5 separate regions of the Mus musculus genome follow, and all the other regions are linked to region 1. A link is a contact called in public Hi-C and HiChIP or PLAC-seq data. All regions are on one chromosome and are shown on one strand. The core of a region is the stretch at or near the end of the contact, and the rest is flanking DNA. Distances in the headings are between cores, read along the strand shown.

Region 1 (4,196 bases), core at 1,523-4,022:
CCTTGTCATAACTACCATCTTTGATAACTGGTCAATTCTAATTTGTGCTTTATTTCTCCCACTGGATTCTGATTCACAGGCGCAGTAGGTAGGGACAAAGTGTAGTCATATAAGAAAGCTAAAAAGATAAGCAGTGCTCACAAATGCAGGAATTAAGAGAGAATATTTTTAAAAACACATTTTACCATGTTCAATAAAGATCTATGGCCAGTTGCACTGTGACCCATGCATGCTCTTGTTGGGCTTCATGTTTCATACTCTTTCTTGCCTAATAGTTCTTTAGGAAACAAACAGATGGCTTTCTTCCTTGACTGGAATCATCAGTTTGAAATTCATAGACTGGTCAGGAGGATGGTGTAGGTGAACTGTGATCCTAGGTTCTGAAAATAAGCAACTGTGCATCACAAGCCAGCAAAGATGGCACCTGAGACCCTGTGCTCCCAGGTTAGGATATCTTTTGCTTTCCCAGGAGTTCTCATGACTCTGAGAATTCCCATGACACTGTGTTGTGTAACAGATTCTTATGGTAACCCCTTACCACCACCCCACCAGCTCTGCTCTCTCAATACCCATTCAAATAGAATCCTACCAAATTTCCTGTTGGAGCGTTGCGATTATATAACACTGTTACAACCAGTCTTGTAAGCCGTTTAATACTTTCACTGATTCTCATTTCATAACTTTCCAAGCAAAATGAAATCAGACAAAACCATCTGAACAAAGAAAAGTAATCTTTTGATGTTGTTGTTATAGTTCATTTTTAGTATGTGGTTTTCTTCAGAAAGAATTTAAGAAAAAACATAGCTCAGAATTATACTAGAAGTATAACGTCCAGGGATTCCGGGTTTCCCAGGGGCCTCTTGAATTCCCCTTTCTAACTTATTACAGAGCTGTTCACAAGTCTCCCCCCCCCCCCCCCCCCCCCCCGACCTGGGCCAAGCCAGGCTTTTCCTTGCAGCCACCAGGGGGCTGTCTGGTTAGGAACTGGGTAGGAGAAGCTGCAGCTTTCCTCCAAACCAACCAAAACCTCCCAAGGCAGCTTTGGAGCAAAGCCCAGGAACTCGCCTGCAAAACAACCTTCACTCTAGAGCCGGCAAGTTCTTAGTGAAGCTTCATTCCGGGTGAGGAATAAAACACGGATTTCTTACAAAGAATTCAAAGGGCAGCCGAGTCTGTGCTGGCCGCGGGGAAAGGCAACGTTCTAGCAGCTGCTTTCTCTCCTGAGTCCTGCTTCTGACTCGCCACAGTTGTTAATGCTGTGACAGGAGGTGTGTTGGCCTTTCTTCTTTTTCCTTTCCTGTGGACTGCCCAAATAACACCCCCGGGGGGGCCTTATCACCCGTGGGGAAATCTAGACAACTCTTTAAAATGATCTAGACATCATTCCCTTTTATACCGTGTTACAAGAGTATGTTGAAGAAAGATTTTTCAAGGTATTTTTTTTTAACAGTGTTCATAAGAACATAATTGTATTCGGTCCTTAATCAAAGTAGTTTTGTCGCAATTGTTAACTTCCCATTGGCTGCGAGTTCTCTGAGCACTCTGCGTTTTTCCAATAAAACCTACCTCCAAGGCGTAGCTGGAAGACTGCCTGGGTCATCTGGAACAGCACACTGTCGCCCGCTGTTTTCTCCCAACCTGACCTTCGGAACTTGAGGTATGGACATTTCAGCGCTATGCTTGCAAGTGCAGAACCCTTCCAGGGTGGAGATTATTTTTGTCTTCTGGTTTTGTACTTATATTTCTAGGACAGAGGCGAAATAACGAGGTGTCCCTTTAAACCCTACTTGTAGAACCAACCCGGAACACACTCAGTGAGGTGTTGGGGGGGGGGGGCACTTCTCATTTAGGGCAAGCAAGGCATTGCCCATTGGTGTGGGGGAGCAGAGCGTCCAGAGCCACAGGAGGATCTGAGCGCCCCGTGTTTCCAAGCGCACCACAAGTGGTTTGGGGGCGGAAGGAGGAGCGCGGTGACACCTGCCGCGCCTGTCGGGCGACTCAGGAGGGTTGTGCCCCTGGAGATCCCCTCTATCTCCTGTCATTCATACCCTACCCCACCCCCTGTCACACTCCTACCTCTTCAACTAAAAGAATGATGGCTCAAATGGATCCTCCACGCTCCTGCAGTTGGGTGGGTGGACGCGTGTCCACCAGACCCGCAGCTACGTGACCCCGGGGGAGGGTGGCGCACAAGGCGCCGTTACCGCAGAGTCGTAGCGGGGGACATTTGCACATAAGCGGCAGGTGCGCAGGGCACTCGAGTGGAGGGTTGCTCGGGCAGTGGCAGGGAGCACAGCCCGGAAGCCATTTCGTCTCTGATACTCTGGCGGAGCCAGGGTGGCCTGAGCCTGCCGCAGCTGCTGGGAGAATCGAACAGGCTAGAGGACCAGAGGGGAAGAACGGTCGGCGGTTCGCCAGCGGCGGAGGAGCTGACACCCTAGTCCCTAGTAAGGCTACCGCGCTGGGTCCTCCGGAGTCGGAGACTCCGGCCCTGCACCTCGCCGCCCGCGCAGGTCGCGGCAGAGAGGTCGCCGGTGTCCTGGGACCCACGCTGCGCCCCTCAGCGTCGGCGCCGGAGGAGAGTTGACAGGTCAAGGGAATAGGGCTCGCTCGGGAGCCCGCGCAGTACTGGACCCCGTGGCGGAGGGGGCGGAGCGGGGAGGAGACTGCGGCTCGGCCGAGCACGGCGCAGCCTTGGGCGGGCGGCCGGCCGGCGTGACGCGGCGGGATTAACTTTGCATGGCTAATACGAGCACCAGAGCTGAGGCCACCGGCTGCTCGGCCGCAGCTCGCCAGCACGCCGCCTTGGGGCGCCACCTCCAGGCTCCAGCGCTCTGGTAACTTGGCAGGGTGGGCGGGCGTGGGGGGAGGTCTACAGGTCTTGCGGGCCGGGCGCGGGTGGCCAGCGACGCGCTCTGTCCTTGAAGCTGGCCTCTGAGACCGGCTCCTCTCGGGCTCGGGCACCCGGTGCAGGGACCTGAAGCCAGAACCCAACTAGGGACAAGCTCCTTGTGAAATGGAGTTTGACGTCCTGGGCTCCGAACCCAGTGGAAGTTTCCATGAGGAGGAAGTTGTAGGGCATGGGGGTTCGGAAGAGGCTGACAGGCGCGGGGGTGGGCGATTTAAAGGGACTGTGGGTCTCGTGTCCCATCTTTTTGGCTCCTGCACAGGAACTCCAGGCTTTGGAAAGGAGAAAGGTCCTGAATAAGCTGCTGCTCAGTGCCAGTCTGCCTCTCATCCGCTCCGCAGGCTCCCTCCCTCCAGAATCGCTCTTTTCCTTTGCTTCTTTTGGGTTCTGCATGTTTGTGACGATCCGGGTGGTGTCAGCTGTGCTCCCTAAGACCGGGAAAGACGTCTTTGGAGGGTTTCTATTGTTAGGGTTAGTTGTCATTTTGGAGGAAGATTTCCCGTGACTGCAGTGGGATTATTATTGGAGCTAATTCTTAAAGCCTTCTGGTTTGTTTTTAAGAGGGAGGGGGCGGAGTGTGCATACGTGGGTTGTTTTTGGTTTTTTGTTTGTTTGTTTGTTTGTTTTTAATTAAAGGCTAACTGTATAATTTGCCCCAAATGGGAAGTTTTTAAAGGGTCTATTAAGCATTTCTATAGTGAGTCAAATAAAGAAAAGAATACCTGGGCAGGCAGGTTCGCTATCCCATTCTGCCCTTTGCACACACATGAAGAACTCAAAGACTGTCGAATCAGAAAATAACATTGCATAAATTCCTCCTCTTCAAGTGTGGTTGATCCTAGATACTAGTGATCAGTTTTTAAAGACCTGTTTAAAACTGAACATTCTTTGTTCAATGCATGAAAAGGAGAACACAGCAAGCAATTTAGTTAACGATGACCGTATTAAGTAGTGTAGACCCGTTGGGGAGTTTCTTTATATGATTTATCTCTGGTTTAGCATGTTTGATGATACTGTAATGAAATATCCTCACTGTGTTGCAAAGGAATAAAATTTTCTTTTTGGTAAAGAAACGTTCTGTGATTCATTCTGAATATTCTGGATGACTGATCTCCCTAATTCACTTCAGCTTGTTATTTCCCGTTCTGAAAGAAGTCATGAACTTGGTACCATTAATGAAAAGGTGTTTCGTGGGAAGTATTTTGGACAGGGGCAGATTTTAGAGTGTTTTCATGCTGATTGGCCGTGCTTCAATTGACCCGGAGAGATATTAAGTAAAAAGTGCATT
Region 2 (4,303 bases), core at 1,436-3,935, 440 kb after region 1:
GGGAGATCATGAAATAGATCATGGCTCAAGGTCTTCAGCTCCTAGGCATGACTCCATTTCTAGCAGTCCAATGTAAAGATGAGCCACCATCAACAACATCTACATCAACAAAGACACATCCCAATAAACTTGACCTGAGTCAGCCTGTGAGTCTGATGAAACTGAAATGCTCTGCATATGCTCAGTCCAGCAAGTGGCACTATCTTTGGAGTGGGTGTACTACTCTGGGTGTGGGCTTTAAGACCCCCATCCCAGCTGCCTGGAAGCTAGTATTCTGCTAGCATCCTTCAGATGAAGATGTAGAACTCTCAGTTCCAGCTGTACCATGCCTACCTGGATTCAACCAGCTCTGGGGATACTGGTTAGTTCATATTGTTGTTCCACCTATAGGGTTGCAGACCCCTACAGCTCCTTGGGTGCTTTCTCTAGGTTCTCCAGTGGGGGCCCTGTGTTCCATCCTATAGATGACTGTGAGCATCCACTTCTGTATTTGCCAGACACTGGCATAGCCTCATACGAGACATCAGGGTCCCTTCAGCAAAATCTTGCTGGCATATGCAATAGTGTTTGGGTTTGGTGGCAGATTATGGGATGGATCCCCGAGTGGGGTAATCTCTGGATAGTCCATCCTTTCGTCGTAGCTCCAAACTTTGTCTCTGTAACTCCTTTCATGGGTATTTTACTCCCTAAAGAACCAGTTTTCAAATAAGTTTAACTCCTCAAGTCCAGCAGAGACTTGTATCTTGGTGGGAGACTTAGCAAATAAAAGTACAAGATGCCTCAGTTAAATGTGAATTAATTTAACTGAGAAAAAAGTGCACAAACATGCCAAATAGCACACAAAATAGTTATACTTAAAGAAAAACTGCATGTCAGAAATGTAAGTAATACTGGGTCAACTATATTTTTTCTGGCAACACTAATCCAGGCTTTTTTTTTTCTTTTCCAGCCAGAGACACTCTAGAAACAAGAGTAGAAGAAGCTGGGCTCTTTTACCAACTTTTTCTATGAGTTTTAGTAACAGGTGACAAAGCCATTCTACCTAATCTTTACCAGGCAGACCTCCTGAAGACCTGTTCTGACAGCACTCTTGCTTCTTCACAGGGACACCATTTAAAAGCTACCCTGTTATATTAGCAAAGGGAATAAGCTAGTAAGATTGCATCAGTAGCTTCCATCTCTGTCTGAGATGTCTGCTCCAACAGCCACCATCTCCTTGTTGTGGAAAAGGAGGGGGAAAAAATCAAGTTGTCATCTTAGAGATAGAACCTGAAAGCCTCAAGTATCCTGCTGGCCAACCTAGCTTCAAGGGAGTCAGAGAAAAAGTGGTCCCATCCCAAAAGCCACCCTTACAGAAAAGAGGAAAGAACAGGTAGAGAGACAGAGTTCTACATGAACTGTGGCTATGCCTGACAACTAGATGATTCTCTATGTAATGTCAACAATTTCCCTTGACTCCTGTATAAGGTAGGAATTCTGCCCTAGTTCACCTATCTTCTGGTCTAGGTCTCTTTCTAAAATATTCCATGAACATAGTGGAGCATGTGTCCTTATTACATGTTGGAGCATCTTCTGTGTTTTTCCGGAGTGGTATAGTTGGTTCCTCCTGTAGTGCTACGTCCAATTTTCTGAGGAACCACCAAACTTATTTCCATAGTGCTGAACCAGCTTGCAATCCCACCAGCAATGGAGGAGTGTTCTTCTTTCTCCACATCCTCACCAGCATCTACTATCACCTGAGTTTTTGATCTTAGCCATTCTAACTGGTGTGAGGTGGAATCTCAGGGTTGTTTTGATTTGCATTTCTCTGATGACTAAGGATGTTGAACATTTTTTTAGGTGCTCCTCAGCCATTCAGTATTCCTCAGTTGAGAATTCTTTGTTTAGCTCTGTACCCCATTTTTTAATGTGGTTACTTGGTTTTCTGGAGTCTAACTTCTTGGGTTCTTTATATATATTAGATATTAGCCCTCTATCGGATGTAGGAATGGTGATCTTTTCCCAATCTGTTGGTTGCCTTTTTGTCTCACTGACAGTGTCCTTTGCCTTACAGAAGTTATGCAATTTTATGAGATTCCATTTGCTAATTCTTGATCTTACCAGTATCTCCAGAGCTCCCTGGGACCAAACCACCAACCAAAGAAAACATATGGTGGGACTCATAGCTCTAGCTGCATTTGTAGCAGAGGATGGCATAGTTGGTTATCAATGGGAGACGAGGCCCTTGGTCCTGTGAATGGTTATATGCCCCAGTATAGGAGACTGCCAAGGTCAGGAAGTGGGAGTGGATGGGTTGGTGAGCAGGGAGGGGGGATGGATAGGGGATATTTTGGAGGGGAAGCTAGAAAAGGGGATAACATTTGAAATGTAAATAACGAAAATATCTAATAAAAAAGTCCATAGACGAGAAGAAAGAATTGAGGAAGAATATGGAAATTTCTCCCCTGGGGTCTGTAACTCCATCTCAGCTTCCACCAGGTGGAGCCTCCTGGCCTCCCTGCTCTGGTTGAGGTCACACACACACACACACACACACACACACACACACACACACACACTGCTTCCCCCACACACACACACTTTATTTTGCCCAGCTGGGATAATGAGGGACAGCATCTATCTCAACCACAGAGTCTCCACATCCCTCTCTGTGGCTCCATGTGTCCAGACAGGCAAGAAGTTCAGCCTGCACTGCCTGGCTAATGACCAGCTCTCAACTCCTATAATGGCCCATCTGTTTCTTGTTTGCTCAGTCTTGGAAAAGTCTCTACAATCATGCAGGCTAACTGAGTAGTAGCCCAGACCTCATCTGCAGATAAGCAACTGAATCTTTACCCAAAATGCTTCTCTAACTAACTCGACTTCACCCTGAGACCAGTGCCCGGGTTTTGAAGAGGCTGGCAGAATATCTGATAGACACTTCATGTATTAGCATTCTATGATGAGTAAAGTTTCCTAAATGCTGAAAACAGCTGCCATGACCAACTTTAAAACACCTTGCAGCTGTGAAGTAGTACCAGATACGTGGAGACAGACAGCTTTGGGTTTACATACTGTCCCAAGCATCTATTAGCTATGTGACCTAAAGCAAGATACTTAATTGCTCTGAATCTACATCTTCTCCACTATAAAACATAGAGAGTTATAGTAGTATAATATGTCTTATGAGGTTATATGGGAGAAAGTGAGTATATATGTCTCATACTGTGGTTTTTCATGACCCCCTACCGTGTCTTCTCCCATTGAGTGCCAATGGACTGGGACTGCTTTGACACAACCATTGTATGCTCAAGAGACCAGATCAGAAAAACCACTCACGTCTGCCAGTTTTCTTATGAATCTTTACCAAGGAGTCAGCTCCCATGTGACAGGCTGACCCACCAGAATGCCATGCTAGACAGATGCACGGGATATTCAGTAGCAAATCAGGCAGGGCCCCAGCAACAGGTAGGTCAACAGCCTGTCTCATCAAAGCCCAGAAGAGCCTTCAGGTGGTGACAATTCTACTTAGCTCTTTCCAGATTCATCAGGACCCTGAGCCCCAAAGTGTCTGGACCTGGCAGTGCCAGGGTAGCTTACCACATAGTCACAGGAACCAGTAAGCATTCCTGATATTATCACCTACATCAGGGGCATCCTAAGTCAAACAGAGGCCCCTGGCCTTCCTGTTGTGCCTCCTAGGGAGTGTCTTAGCCCAGATCTACCCTGGCCAAGTGGGTCTCTCAGCCTAGGAGCCTGGCTCCTTTCTGCTTTCAGCTGGGCTTCCTGTCTGGATAAACTTCAGATAAACACTTTAAAATTCTGTCCAGGAAGCTCACCAGCCTGAACATGTGAATCTTCCACTGTCTGCACAATTGAAAACAAGTTATATAATCCCCACTTTCTTGGGGTGGGGGCTGTGCAAGCTGGGGAGGCTGAGCTGCTTGTCGTCTGAAATCCCATTTTAAGTAAATAGATGAGGTGATCTGTGAAGATGGAGACTAATGAAAAGGGAGAGGAAGAAAGCCCTGAGGAGTGGAGAAGCTATTTCTGTCCCTCACCAAGCACTCCTGTTGGCTTGGGTTGGTGTTTAGTTCTAAGGAAGTGGATTATTTTTAATGTTTCTGAACAGAGCGTCTCCATGGCATCCATTATGCCCACATGCCTACAACTTGGGCCCCAAGTCTGAGTTCTCCTAAACATGGGGAACAGCCCAAGCTGAGCCTGGATACATGTTTTTCTTGCAATCATTTGCAATCTTCGGCTACTGAAGCTATTTTTGGAACTCAATCTCCAGTGAGAATGTTATTTTTTGTGGTTGGCT
Region 3 (3,723 bases), core at 94-2,593, 360 kb after region 1:
CCAGGCATCTTCCCTACACTGTACAACTCTCATCTTACCTCATTCATCCCAGAACGAGTAAGCCTGGAGTCAGGTCCAAGGCACCGGGGCCCTGAGAGTGTCCTACATTGTTTTCCAATGGTGTGAGCATACAATGTGCTGAACAGAGAGAAGAACTCATCCACCTGGTTGAATGCCACTCTGCCAGTGCCAAGGAGCTGCCAGACTAAGCCAAGATGTCCTTGGCTTTCACCCGTCCATTTGCAACAAGGCCAACTGGCCACATTTCCTACTTATCTGAAACAATGCTAAGGAAACTTCAACCCAGAGAGCCAGCTGGCAGAGGTCTGTGTAACTTCAGCCTCCCCAGTGCTGAATGGAGACAGATGCCACACTTGTACACACACCTGAACCCCATTTCATACCTCTCTGTCCCTAGTGCCCAGAGGAGCTAGGGAGCTGGGAGTTCCAGTGCATCTTCATAGGGTCTCCACTTCTGGATGTTTTACAGTGAGCCCATAGTCCAGCCCACCTCAACCTGCCACAGCAGCTTCTCCTTGCTCATCCCTTCCCAAACCAAACAGCCATACACTTCATCTAGCCTCTGTCCTCACTGTAGCCCTTCAGTGAACATTGTTCTGTATTTAGAAGATGTTTTTGTCCTCCTGTGGTCCATGGGACTGAAAATGATGCTTCTCTGCCAGGCTTTACCCACCTGGGTCTCTTTCCTGTCCTCAGAACTTTGCACTGCTATATCAGTAACTCTTCTTGATATTTTGGCCAAATCCTTGACAAGGACAGTTTCAAGAAAGGAAGATTTATTCTGGATTACAGTTCGAGAAAAATTGTCCCCCATGGCCATACTAGCTAGGGTTATTTTTGCAGTAAAATACCATGACCAAAGCAACTTGGGGAGGAAAGGGTTTATTTCATCTTATACTTTCAGGTAAGAGTTCATCACTGAGGAAGTCAGGACAGGAACTCATGCAGAGCAGGAACCTGAGGGAGCTGATGTAGAGGCCATGGACAGATGCTGCCTACTGGCTTGCTCCCTATGCTCAGCTTACTTTCTTACAAAACCCAGGACCACCAGCCCAGGGATAGACACCTGAAATGAGTTGGGCCCCTCCCCATCAATCATTAATTTAAAAAAGTACCTTGCCAGATCATACAGAGGCATGTCCTTAGGTGAGGTTTCCTCCTTTCCCAGCTTGTGTCAATTTGATGTAAAAACTAGCCATCATAATGGCCAAGAAGGCACGACAGTAGGAGCAGGAGGCAGCTGGCAGCCACACTCAGGAAGTTGCAAAGAGACAGGAAGTGGAAGCTTGACTATAAACCTGGTAGATTACCTGCCAGTGACCTACTTGCTCCAGTCACACTCCACTTCCTGAAGGTTACATAACTTTCTCAAACAGCACCCCAGGGAGTGTGGAGTATGTGAAACCATGAGGAACACTTCCCATTCAAAATAGAACTACTGGCTTCTTCCTTGCCTTGAATGTTTCTTCTTCAACTCCATGAACGGCTGTCTCTTTGACATTCTTCAGTCCAAAGCCTTGACTACTTTGCTTGTCACCAGGACCTTGGTGCCCCCTGTCTCCTGACCATGGTGGACATGTCATCTCCAGGCTTATCACAAACCATAGTTCTTCAGTGAATTTCTTTTTCTTGCCTATCATCCCTTACCATGAGGCAGTTTATCTTATGAGAGACATTGTTCACTGCTGTAATCTCAGCATCAAGAGTGAAATCTGGCCTATAGTATTTACTGGATATGTGCTGGCAAGGTCATGTATGAACAAGAAAGTGGTCTGCCCTACTTCATCCAAAGGCCTGGTGCACATCAGGCAGAAACACAAAGGCTTTGTCCTTTCCCTTTGAGAAGGCTCTATCTTTGATAAGTGCCTATTTAACTATGAAAAATAAGAGTAAGAGATGTTCAGTGCCATAAAAGTGACCCCTACTGGCCACTATGAGTATGCAGAGAAGATCAACATCAGTTCAGATGAGGTCATCTAGCAAAATGTCTAGGAGTAGACAGAATTCAGTGAGCAGAGACAACAGACTGAAGTAGGGACTTCAGAGGAATGAAAGATCCAGAGAGAGAGATGCAGTAGAAAAGAGAGGCAATCTGTGGGATAAAGGTGGTAAGGTCAGATATGCTAAGCCAGGTGGGTCATTGAGGGCTTAGAGGACAGAAGTCAATGCTATTGCTGGAATGCCCTCTGAGCAAGCTAAGGCAGCTAAGCAGGCCCTCTCTCCACAGGTAAACACAAGCTGATGCTGGAGCTTGGTATCAGGGCACAGTTACATACTGGGCATAGGATCCTTAGTACCCAAGACAACTAGTCACAGTAAGCTAACAGATTCATCACGAACCCAGGAATGTGCAGTCCTTATGGGTAAAAATCTACAGGGAAGCCACATAGGTGTTTGCATTCTGCTGTCTCATTTCTCTGTACCAGGAGGCAGCTCACCTCCTCACACATTCTTCTTCTTTTCCCTAGTACCCGAGGTCCATTATGGAAACAAACTCTAATGATACAACAGCATGCTTTTTTTTCTACTCTGCTGTTTATTTCCCTTCAGAAAAGCCTGTGAAGTTACATCTAAGCTGTAATTTTATCGTTACCATATTCCCTTGCATGATTTTCCTCAGTCTTTCAAATCATTGGTCACAGGAAGTGAGTGCCCTGCTTTTCTACTAGCAGATGAAATGGAAACTGGTAGTCTGAAGCATTGTCCAGGACACTGGGCTGACCATTTCGATAGTCAGATTAGACCTACCCAGTGGATGTTTGAATGTTTGGGTGCTGGGGAGATGTTCAGTTGGTAAAGTGCTTGCTATGCAAGCATGAGTATCTGGGATTAGGTCTCCAGCACAACACATAGGCAGAGTATATTCCTGAAATCCCAGCATTAGGAAGACAGAGATATTCAGATCCCTGGAGCTCACTGGATAGGCCGGCTAGCTGAATCAGTGAGTTCCACATTGAGTGAGAGACCTTGTCTCAAAACATAATCTTGGTCCTTTCAGCAAAATCTTGCTGGCATATGCAATAGTGTCTGCATTTGGTGGCTGACTATGGAATGGACTCCCGGGTGGGGCAGTCTTTGGATGGTCCATCCTTTCATCTTAGCTCCAAACTTTGTCTCTGCAACTCCTTCCATGGGTATTTTATTCTTGTAAGGCTATGCCAGTGCCTGGCAAATACAGAAGTGGATGCTCACAGTCATCTATAGGATGGATAACAGGGCCCCCAATGGAGGAGCTAGAGAAAGTATACAAGGAGCTGAAGGGGTCTGCAACCCTATAGGTGGAACAACAATATGAACTAATCAGTACGCCCCAAAGCTCGTGTCTCTAGCTGCATATGTAGCAGAAGATGGCCTGGTCGGCCATCACTGGGAAGAGAGGACCCTTGGTCTTGCAAACTTTATATTCCCCAGTACAGGGGAATGCCAGGGCTAAGAAATGGGAGTGAGTGGGTAGTGGAGCTGGGCGGGGGGGGGGGGGGTATAGGGGACTTTTGGGATAGCATTTGAAATGTAAATGAAGAAAATATCTAATAAAAAATTAAAAAAAAACATAATCTGGGAATAAAAAGATGACTCAGCAGTTAAGAACACTGGCAGATCTTCCAGGGAGACCTAGGCTCAATTCCCAGCACCCACGTGGTATCTTAAAACCATCTGTAACTCCAGTTCCTAGGGATCTAATGTCTTATTCTGGTTTCCACG
Region 4 (3,692 bases), core at 567-3,066, 340 kb after region 1:
TATGGTGAGGTCACAAGAAGGATAAGAGGGAAAGATTAATTCCCTGCATTTTTTTCAACTCTTGCTCATGTCCCCAGACACCATATCCCTTTGTAGGCAGGCAAGGTTCACAAGTCATAGTCCACAGTTGGTTCCTGCATCTCCTGTCCCTGAAACCTGACACCTGCATCAGCACCAAGAACTCAAAAGCCTCTACTCTGCTGGTATAACTGTAGAAAAGAGGCCACAGCACAATTCTCCTGACATCAATGGCTTTTCTATCTACCTTTTCCTGGAAGACACTTGTGTTAATAATTTGGTTTATTTGTTGTTTAAAGGTTATTCTGTGCTTTGTAGCTAGTTGTTTGTGTGCCAGGCACCTGCATGAGCTCATTCCACTCTGCCACTGGCTTTGCATCACTCCTGTTAAAACAATCTCTATTAGTTACTTGTCTGTCAGTGCAACCAGGTATCTGACAAAAGCAATTTACAGGAGCAAGGGTTTCTTGGAGCTCACAGTTTAAGGATTCAGTCTATAGTGGTGGAGAAGGTATGACTGCAAGAATGGGAGACAGTCATTGTGTTTACCAGGAAACTCAGAAAGATTAAAAAGATGAGTCCATACCTCCCCTACCCCCAGCCCCACCCTGCTTCATCTTATTCAACCCATGGTCAGCATAGCTCTTCCTATTTCAGCTAAACCGTCATGAAACACCCAGAGATGTGTTATATGCCAAGAGGTGTGGCTCCTCTGTTGTTCTAAACCTAGTCAAATTGACTGTGAAGGTTAGCCATTACATCTTCCTACTAAGTGTGGCTGGTATCTGAGTGTGGTCTCCATGTACAGTTCTCAACAGTGATGTGGAGAAACTTTCCATAGTCTTTCTCTCACTTTTCCTTCCAGAACAGAACTAGAGAAGCAGAACTGGTTGCTTACAGGATTCCCACAGCAAGAAGCTCTGTTTCATTTGGTTCTATATTACGTGTGCCTTCCATACTGCTTAGCACTATGTGTACTAAAGAGGTTCTGACTAGAGTCATCAATAATGAGTGATTGAAGACAAACCATTCCCTTCCTTTTGTCCTTGCTGCAGGGCTCTTCCAGAATTATTTTTTTAAATAATTTACTGATGAGGGGCTGGAGAGATTGTTCAGCCATTAAGAACGCCAAAGTTTGGTTCCCACCTCTCCCTCTGGGTAGCACAATTGCTTGTAGCTCCAGTTCCAGGGGCTACAAGCCTTCATGGGCACCTACATACACGTGTACATACTAACCCCACGAACACATACACATAAAGTTATATTTTTTCTAATCTTTAAAAAATGAAAATAAGTAAAACAATAATAAAACGAAATAATAGAATGCTTGAGCGACTTTGAGTCCAACAAATGGACATCAATTTGCTAGAGCAAAGCAAGCTAAGAAAAGCTGGTGTGATCGAAATCACAATCCTGCCTCAGCCTCAGCCTGCAAAGCCCTCCATGTGCATCTGAAGCACCAACACTTTCCTATTAGTATCAGATAAATCATTTCTAAGATATAAAGGGAAGGATTATTTTCTTCGTGCCTTTTCTGCTTTAAAAGCCATCAGTCAAGGGTGACCTGTTGTCCCAAAGGGCTGATGAAAATGTCATAGGAAAATACATAGCCAAGTCTTCTTAACCTGGGCAGTCACAGTTGAAACTCAGAAAAGTTCCCTGAACCCAAGACCTTCCTGAGCACCAAGACCAAGGGACGCTTCATTTCTGCTGCCTGTTCACATTCACATACCAACAAACCATGCACTTCCTTTCTAATGTGTTTAGCTCATCTAAAGGCTCATGTGTCTTTGGCATACGTGTGGGCATGTGGCCATGGGCTCCACATGAACAGGAAGAAACAGGCACAGGCAGGAAGTAGGCTGTTCTGATGTTATTTTTAACCTGAGCCTTCTGAGGGAGTTTGATCCACCAACACAGACCCCAAGGGAGTCATTGTGGTTAAGTTTTCTTTCCTCAGTCAACAGAACTTGGATTCTTTCTTTGCATTCAGCAATGTTGGCTGTGTGTCCAACTGCCAATCTGCCTCAGGTGCCTGTGCTCATCTCTCTCCAGCTCTCTGGTTTTTCGGGGAAAAAGCACAACTCCTTCTTGGCAGCAGATGTTAAAAGAGATGGATTGAAGTCTCTGTTTCTCCCCTGACCCTAAGCGAAGTTCAACTCCTTAGAGCCGATGTCTTCACCTGGGAAGTCCATGACTATTGTATCTATTGTACATGACATGATACTGTTTCTTCACCTTCCTCTTTTGTCCTTTGCAGGGTATATCCCCAGCTATTTAGACAAAGATGAGCTCTGTGTAGTGTGTGGGGACAAAGCCACAGGGTACCACTATCGCTGCATCACCTGTGAAGGCTGCAAGGTAAGTGCCAGTGTCCCAGCACAGACTGCAGCTCAGCATCTGCACTCTCCCAGACAACCACTGGACATCAGGCTTACAGAAAGAGATGTCAACATTGATGACCTTTGGCCTCCAGGGGCCCAGAGGCCCTCTTTATTTTTGATGTTCTCAAGATCTGAATTTTCCTTCTTCCTAAATCATGTATAACTAAATGGAAGTTTGCAATAGTGTGGTGTTTTGTTCTTGTGTTTTTAAAACAGAAGGACAACTAACAAAAAGAAAATAAATTAATAACACTTACTTTGAACATTAGAGCATAATTTTTAAATATCCAATCAATCTGCTTTGCTGTTTCTCCTCCCATTTTATGTGTATTGTCTGAGGAGACGAGTTTGCTCCACAGCCTTTCTGCTGTGGCTCTGCATGTCTATGCCCACTTCTGAGGGTTCCATTAGGCAGAATCTTTGAAGCCACTTAAACTCAATTACGTTCCAGAATTTATTCGAAGTGGCTTTCAGCAGAGCCTGTAATAAATGGAATCAATTTGCCATCAGATAATTTTGTGCTCTGCAAACTTTTCTTTGGGAGATTCTTGACAAAAACATACTGGTCTATTCACGTCTCCAAATGGAGTCTACATCTGCCTACTTAACAATCTTAATTAGTAAAATTAAGATAAGCATTATCTTATGTTTTGATCCATCAACCTAGATTAGAAAATAAAGACAAGGAACTCAATCCAGAGTAGTGTCCAAGCAGCCGATGCTGTCTGTGTAAATAGGGATGTATTCTAAGCCAGAGACAGACTTCTATTTCCTGTAGAGTTTACAATAAAACTTGTACTGAAGCCAAACAAAAAACAAAAAACAAAAACAACTTTCCCTCTTCTATCTTTCCTCCTCACCCACCTCCCTTTCCTTCCCTTCCCTTCCCTCCTTCTTCCACCTTTCTTCCCAAACCTCCCAGCTTTCTTCCTGCCCTTGCCTTTAAGTGCTTACAATTCAAATTCACAGGTTGTGGGGACTTAATACAAACCCAGAAAGGAACCTAAGAGTGAAAAGACACTCTTAATATGATACAGAAGCAACTTGGGAAAGGGAAAAGGTCTTCAAATGTAACATCATCTTCAAGAGTGTCAAGAGATTAAAAAAAAAAAAAGCTACACCCCAAGGTTTATTCAAACCAACAGTGTATGTGGCCAGAATCTGTACTACTTTAGCAACAGAAAGATTTGTGAGTTTTTAACTCTGCTGAGGTGTGTAACTTCCTGCACACTTAATGCTGCTGAGGTAACTTCCTGCACACTTAACTCTGCTGAGGTGTGTAACTTCCTG
Region 5 (3,754 bases), core at 1,155-3,654, 400 kb after region 1:
ATCACTCTGGAAATCAGATTGGCGGTTCCTCAGATAATTGGACATAGTACTACCAGAAGATCCAGCAATTCCTCTCCTGGGCATATACCCAGAAGATGTTCCAAATTGTAATAAGGACGCATGCTCCACTATGTTCATAGCAGCCTTATTTATCATAGCCAGAAGCTGGAAAGAACGCAGCTGTCCCTCAACAGAGGAATAGATACAGAAAATGTGGTACATTTACACAATGGAATACTACTCAGCTATTAAAAACAATGAATTCATGAAATTTTTAGGCAAATGGATGCATCTGGAGGTTGTCACCCTGATTGAGGTAACCCAATCATAGAAGAGCACACATGATATGCACTCACTGATAAGCAGATGTTAGCCCAGAAACTTGACATATCCAAGATACAATTTGCAAGACATATGAAACTCAAGAAGGAAGACCAAAGTATGGATACTTTACTCCTTCTTGGGATGGAGTTGCAGAGACAAAGTTTGGAGCTGAGATGGAAGGAGGGACCATTCAGAGACTGCCCCACCTGGGGATCCATCCCATATACAACCACCATACCCAGGCACTATGGCATGCGCCAGAAAGGTTTTGCTGACAGATTTTCCTGATATAGCTCCCTCTCGTGAAGCTATGCCAGTGCCTGGCAAATACAGAAGTGGATGCTCACAGTCATCTATTGGATGGAGCACAGGGCCCCTAGTGAGGGACCTAGAGAAAGTACCCATGGAGCTAATGGTGTCTGCAATCCTATAGGAGGGACAACAATATGAGCTAACCAGTTCCCCCTCGAGTTGTGTCTCTAGTTGCATATGTAGCAGAGTATGGCCTAATCAGCAGAGGCCCTTGGTCTTATGAAGATCATATGCCCCAGTACAGGGGAATGCCAGGGCCATAAAGCAGGAGTGGGTGGGTTGGGGAGCAACCCAACTATATATATAAAGATAGCAAGCTCCCAAACTCCAATTTCCCTGGAATTCCTTCAGTAACCTCTAAGATAAAGGCCCAGCAAAAGCCAGACTTAGTGTTTGGGATGCTAGAAATAGTTTAACAGTTCTTTAACCATTCTCAACCTGACATAGGTCAGAACTGTTGGCTGTGCCCAGACCACAAGCCCCCATACTATGTTGGGATTGGAACCAATCAAACAAAAAGTTCCACTTTAATCCTAACAGCTGTAAATGGGATGACCTAAGCTCACCCTGGGGATATTCCACGAGAAGGTTGCCTGTTTGATATCATCAAGATACCCTCTATGATAGTTCCCCTATGAAGATTACTGCAGCCATAGCTAAGCAGGTTAGTTCCAGGAAAGGCAGTTAAGTGTATTTCCTGGCTCCAGGGTCTATCTAGCTTGCTCGCACTAACAGCTTAACCAAGTGTGCATCTTCTTAATTGTTTGTCCTGGAAGAAACCCTATTCCTTTTCATCATTGTATATGTTATACTACAGATGTTCATCTATAATGGAGTAGAAAGCAAGGTCTGCCTAAATCTAGATTCTAGGCTTCCCCATACACTGCAAATAGTCCACAATCTTATTCCCTATTGGTGGGGCAGGCATTTCAGGCTCTTCTGTAGTTGGAACTTTACTCCTAGCTATGAGGATAACGACTTTAAGGAACTCAATATTCTAGTAGACATAGATATAGGCCATCAGGAAAACTCTTCTTCCTGTCTGGAAGCCCAGTTATATTCCTTAGCTGATGTTGCTCTGCAGAATCAAAGAGGTTTGAATCTCCTCTTTATGAAGCAAGAAGGCTTTTATATGACACTGGGAGAAATTTGTTGCTGCAATGCCAAGAATTCAGAGATAATTAAAGAAAGTTTATCCATAGTCAAAAATTACCATCAGAAAAGAAAAAGGAGATGTCAATTATCTAACAACTGGTACCAATCTTTTGTTCTCCTAGTCTGCCTGGTTAACTACTCTACTTACAGCCCTGGATGGGCCATTATTCCATTTGCTGGCAGCTCTCACTATAGGACCCTGCTTGGTTAACTATCCACTTAGCTATGTAAAACAGATACTAAATTCTGTTAAATTACTGGTACTAAGGAGATAATATAACCCCTTGACCCCAGATGAAACTACCATTTGACTCACACCAATAGAACCAGTGGGGAATGTAGCAAACCCTCAGACACTAGTAGGTCTGTAGACCTTAACACAACTGACATCTTGATGAAAGTACCATTCAAACCTTGGGACCGAGATGTAGGCAGCAACACCTGCCATGAGAACAAAAACCTCATTCATAGTCCATAGTTCTGGGAAATTCTCTAAACATACTAATCTTGCTTTTTTGACTTCTGTAATTCTGCTTCTGGCTACTATTCTTGGTAACTGATGTGTGTTAACCCAGGATGTGGTTTTGTGCTTAAAAGTTCATCCTGAGAAAGTCTCGTTGTGCAGTTGGGTCCTGAACACCTAGTATAGTCACTAGCCTGCTAATAAAGGGTTTCTATTTGCTTTAACCTATGTCCAAGTGTTCTCTGGTGGTTACCCTACAACACCCACTAAAACCAAGAAGTGTTGCCCACACATTCATGAGTGTGGATCCATCCACCAGAACAAGTCCTGTTGAGATGACAATATTGCACAGTACTTCTCATCCTCTGGCTCCTACATTCTTCTATTTTCCTCTTCAGCAATATTCTCTGAAGCTTGGAGACTGCAGCTATAGATACCCCATTTAGGGTGAAGTGTTCAATACTCACTTATTCCCTGCATTTGAACTAGTTGTGAGTCTCTTTGTTAACTATTAACCATTGGGGGGGAAAAAAAAAGTTCCTGTCCAGGTTGAAATTAGCACTAATCCTGGAATATAAACAAATATTTAGAAGATATTTGGACAACATGAACATGTAGCAAAACAACAGTAGTAGATGTTCTGCCCCCACCTTCATCTACTCCAGCCTAGCAAAATGGTAAACACTAAGACCTTCAGGATAGGTCTTAAGGCTGTGGGAAAGAACTCTGAAAACATGAGTTTAACAATGTATAATTTCTCAACTATGCAAAATATAAGAATGCAGTATGAATTATATGAGAGGCTTCACAGACCTAAAGAAACAAAGCTCAGTGCTCTATGAACCAGCTTGTCAGAAAGATATTAAGGAAGGAAATTAAGAGATTTCAGGAATGGTGACTGCAGGGCAAAATCCCACTCAGCTAAATTTGTGCTTACAAAGGCAGGCAGGTTCCTGAGTTCAAGGTCAGCCTGGGACAGAGTAAATTTAGATCTGGGTATAGTTGGAATGATAATCTCAGGGCAAAATTCTGCTCAGCTAGCTTATTGCCTGTGCTTACAAAGTCAAGAAATTCATGTGTTTAAAAAAAAGTGTACTTGTTGTCTTTTTGTAAGAATCAAGGGGCTAAAGTCATAAAATACTGACTCATGGGATAATCAAAAGTGACCCTATGTAAATGATTAAATTATGGAAATAAAAGACTAGACTTTGGTTTGCAAAAGAGAGCTACCCAGAGAGAACTGCTTGGAGAGCAAACACAGCTATTTTAGAATTTTTCTAGCAAGATTACTGACTTTGATCAGAAAACTCAAGAATTTTTTTCTAGCAGCTCTTCTGACTTTGGTCAGAAAAGCCATGAGCTATATCCAGAGAACTTATAGAATTTTCCTAGCAAGAGAGAGCTGTCTCAAGCAAACTACAGAGCCAAGTGCTATCCACAGAGAGCTTTCTGGGTTGCCATCTCAAGCAGACTACAAGGCCATCAGCTCATACTCACAAT

What was found. Hi-C and Micro-C count contacts between places; a contact is called where the count stands out from the background. HiChIP or PLAC-seq counts read pairs in DNA pulled down with a chosen protein or histone mark.
Region 2: a Hi-C map of uterus shows a contact between it and region 1, with 4 times the contacts expected there. The contact joins the enhancer-like site here to the promoter of Thrb in region 1. A contact is called at or near these places in 5 of 39 promoter capture datasets (hippocampal neurons, liver, maxillary cranial neural crest and 2 more), 3 of 484 Hi-C or Micro-C datasets (cerebral cortex and uterus), 1 of 115 datasets of contacts at active chromatin or transcription factors (neural progenitor cells) and 1 of 9 other capture datasets (pancreatic islet).
Region 3: a contact with region 1 is called in a Hi-C map of regulatory T cells, with 7 times the contacts expected there. The contact joins the enhancer-like site here to the promoter of Thrb in region 1. A contact is called at or near these places in 12 of 39 promoter capture datasets (the 3T3-L1 cell line, the HPC-7 cell line, cranial neural crest and 7 more), 1 of 15 datasets of contacts at CTCF or cohesin (large pre-B cells), 11 of 484 Hi-C or Micro-C datasets (CD4 T cells, CD8 T cells, adipose-derived mesenchymal stem cells and 6 more), 10 of 115 datasets of contacts at active chromatin or transcription factors (the 230-238 cell line, SST interneurons, bone marrow-derived macrophages and 6 more) and 3 of 9 other capture datasets (embryonic stem cells, liver and pancreatic islet).
Region 4: an H3K27ac HiChIP or PLAC-seq map of double positive thymocytes shows a contact between it and region 1, with 7 times the contacts expected there. The contact joins the enhancer-like site here to the promoter of Thrb in region 1. A contact is called at or near these places in 4 of 39 promoter capture datasets (embryonic stem cells, liver, pre-B cells and 1 more), 2 of 484 Hi-C or Micro-C datasets (CD4 T cells and CD8 T cells), 5 of 115 datasets of contacts at active chromatin or transcription factors (DN3 thymocytes, bone marrow-derived macrophages, double positive thymocytes and 2 more) and 3 of 9 other capture datasets (embryonic stem cells, liver and pancreatic islet).
Region 5: an H3K4me3 HiChIP or PLAC-seq map of the 230-238 cell line shows a contact between it and region 1, with 5 times the contacts expected there. The contact joins the enhancer-like site here to the promoter of Thrb in region 1. A contact is called at or near these places in 3 of 39 promoter capture datasets (embryonic stem cells, hippocampal neurons and liver), 2 of 15 datasets of contacts at CTCF or cohesin (the NIH/3T3 cell line and large pre-B cells), 1 of 484 Hi-C or Micro-C datasets (cerebellar granule neurons), 3 of 115 datasets of contacts at active chromatin or transcription factors (the 230-238 cell line, bone marrow-derived macrophages and large pre-B cells) and 1 of 9 other capture datasets (adipose tissue).

Annotation. Positions count from the first base shown.
Region 1 is chr14:17,658,188-17,662,383 of GRCm38.p6, forward strand. It overlaps Thrb (thyroid hormone receptor beta), which reads left to right and starts at 2,773. Exons shown (of 10, transcript NM_001113417.1): 1 at 2,773-2,837. LOC115488350 (serine/arginine repetitive matrix protein 1-like) reads right to left here and starts at 3,391. Exons shown (of 3, transcript XM_030248233.1): 1 at 3,045-3,391; 2 at 2,077-2,977; 3 at 1,729-1,744. The coding sequence starts at 3,391. The coding sequence ends at 2,101.
Region 2 is chr14:18,103,131-18,107,433 of GRCm38.p6, forward strand. No RefSeq gene overlaps it. Among named protein-coding and RNA genes, the nearest start is that of Nr1d2, 130 kb to the right of the region's middle. Within about 2 kb of position 2,686, at least 11 of the 459 cell types and tissues checked have an H3K27ac peak or open chromatin away from gene starts, as enhancers often do. A contact at or near this core is called in second pharyngeal arch cranial neural crest and uterus, where this site is marked.
Region 3 is chr14:18,020,613-18,024,335 of GRCm38.p6, forward strand. All of the region lies in intron 7 of Thrb (thyroid hormone receptor beta), which reads left to right. Among named protein-coding and RNA genes, the nearest start is that of Nr1d2, 220 kb to the right of the region's middle. Within about 2 kb of position 1,344, at least 40 of the 459 cell types and tissues checked have an H3K27ac peak or open chromatin away from gene starts, as enhancers often do. A contact at or near this core is called in CD8 T cells, SST interneurons, memory CD8 T cells and 3 more, where this site is marked.
Region 4 is chr14:18,000,250-18,003,941 of GRCm38.p6, forward strand. Thrb (thyroid hormone receptor beta) reads left to right here. Exons shown (of 10, transcript NM_001113417.1): 5 at 2,279-2,379. Among named protein-coding and RNA genes, the nearest start is that of Nr1d2, 240 kb to the right of the region's middle. Within about 2 kb of position 1,817, at least 66 of the 459 cell types and tissues checked have an H3K27ac peak or open chromatin away from gene starts, as enhancers often do. A contact at or near this core is called in CD8 T cells, DN3 thymocytes, bone marrow-derived macrophages and 3 more, where this site is marked.
Region 5 is chr14:18,056,772-18,060,525 of GRCm38.p6, forward strand. No RefSeq gene overlaps it. Among named protein-coding and RNA genes, the nearest start is that of Nr1d2, 180 kb to the right of the region's middle. Within about 2 kb of position 2,405, at least 2 of the 459 cell types and tissues checked have an H3K27ac peak or open chromatin away from gene starts, as enhancers often do. A contact at or near this core is called in the 230-238 cell line, where this site is marked.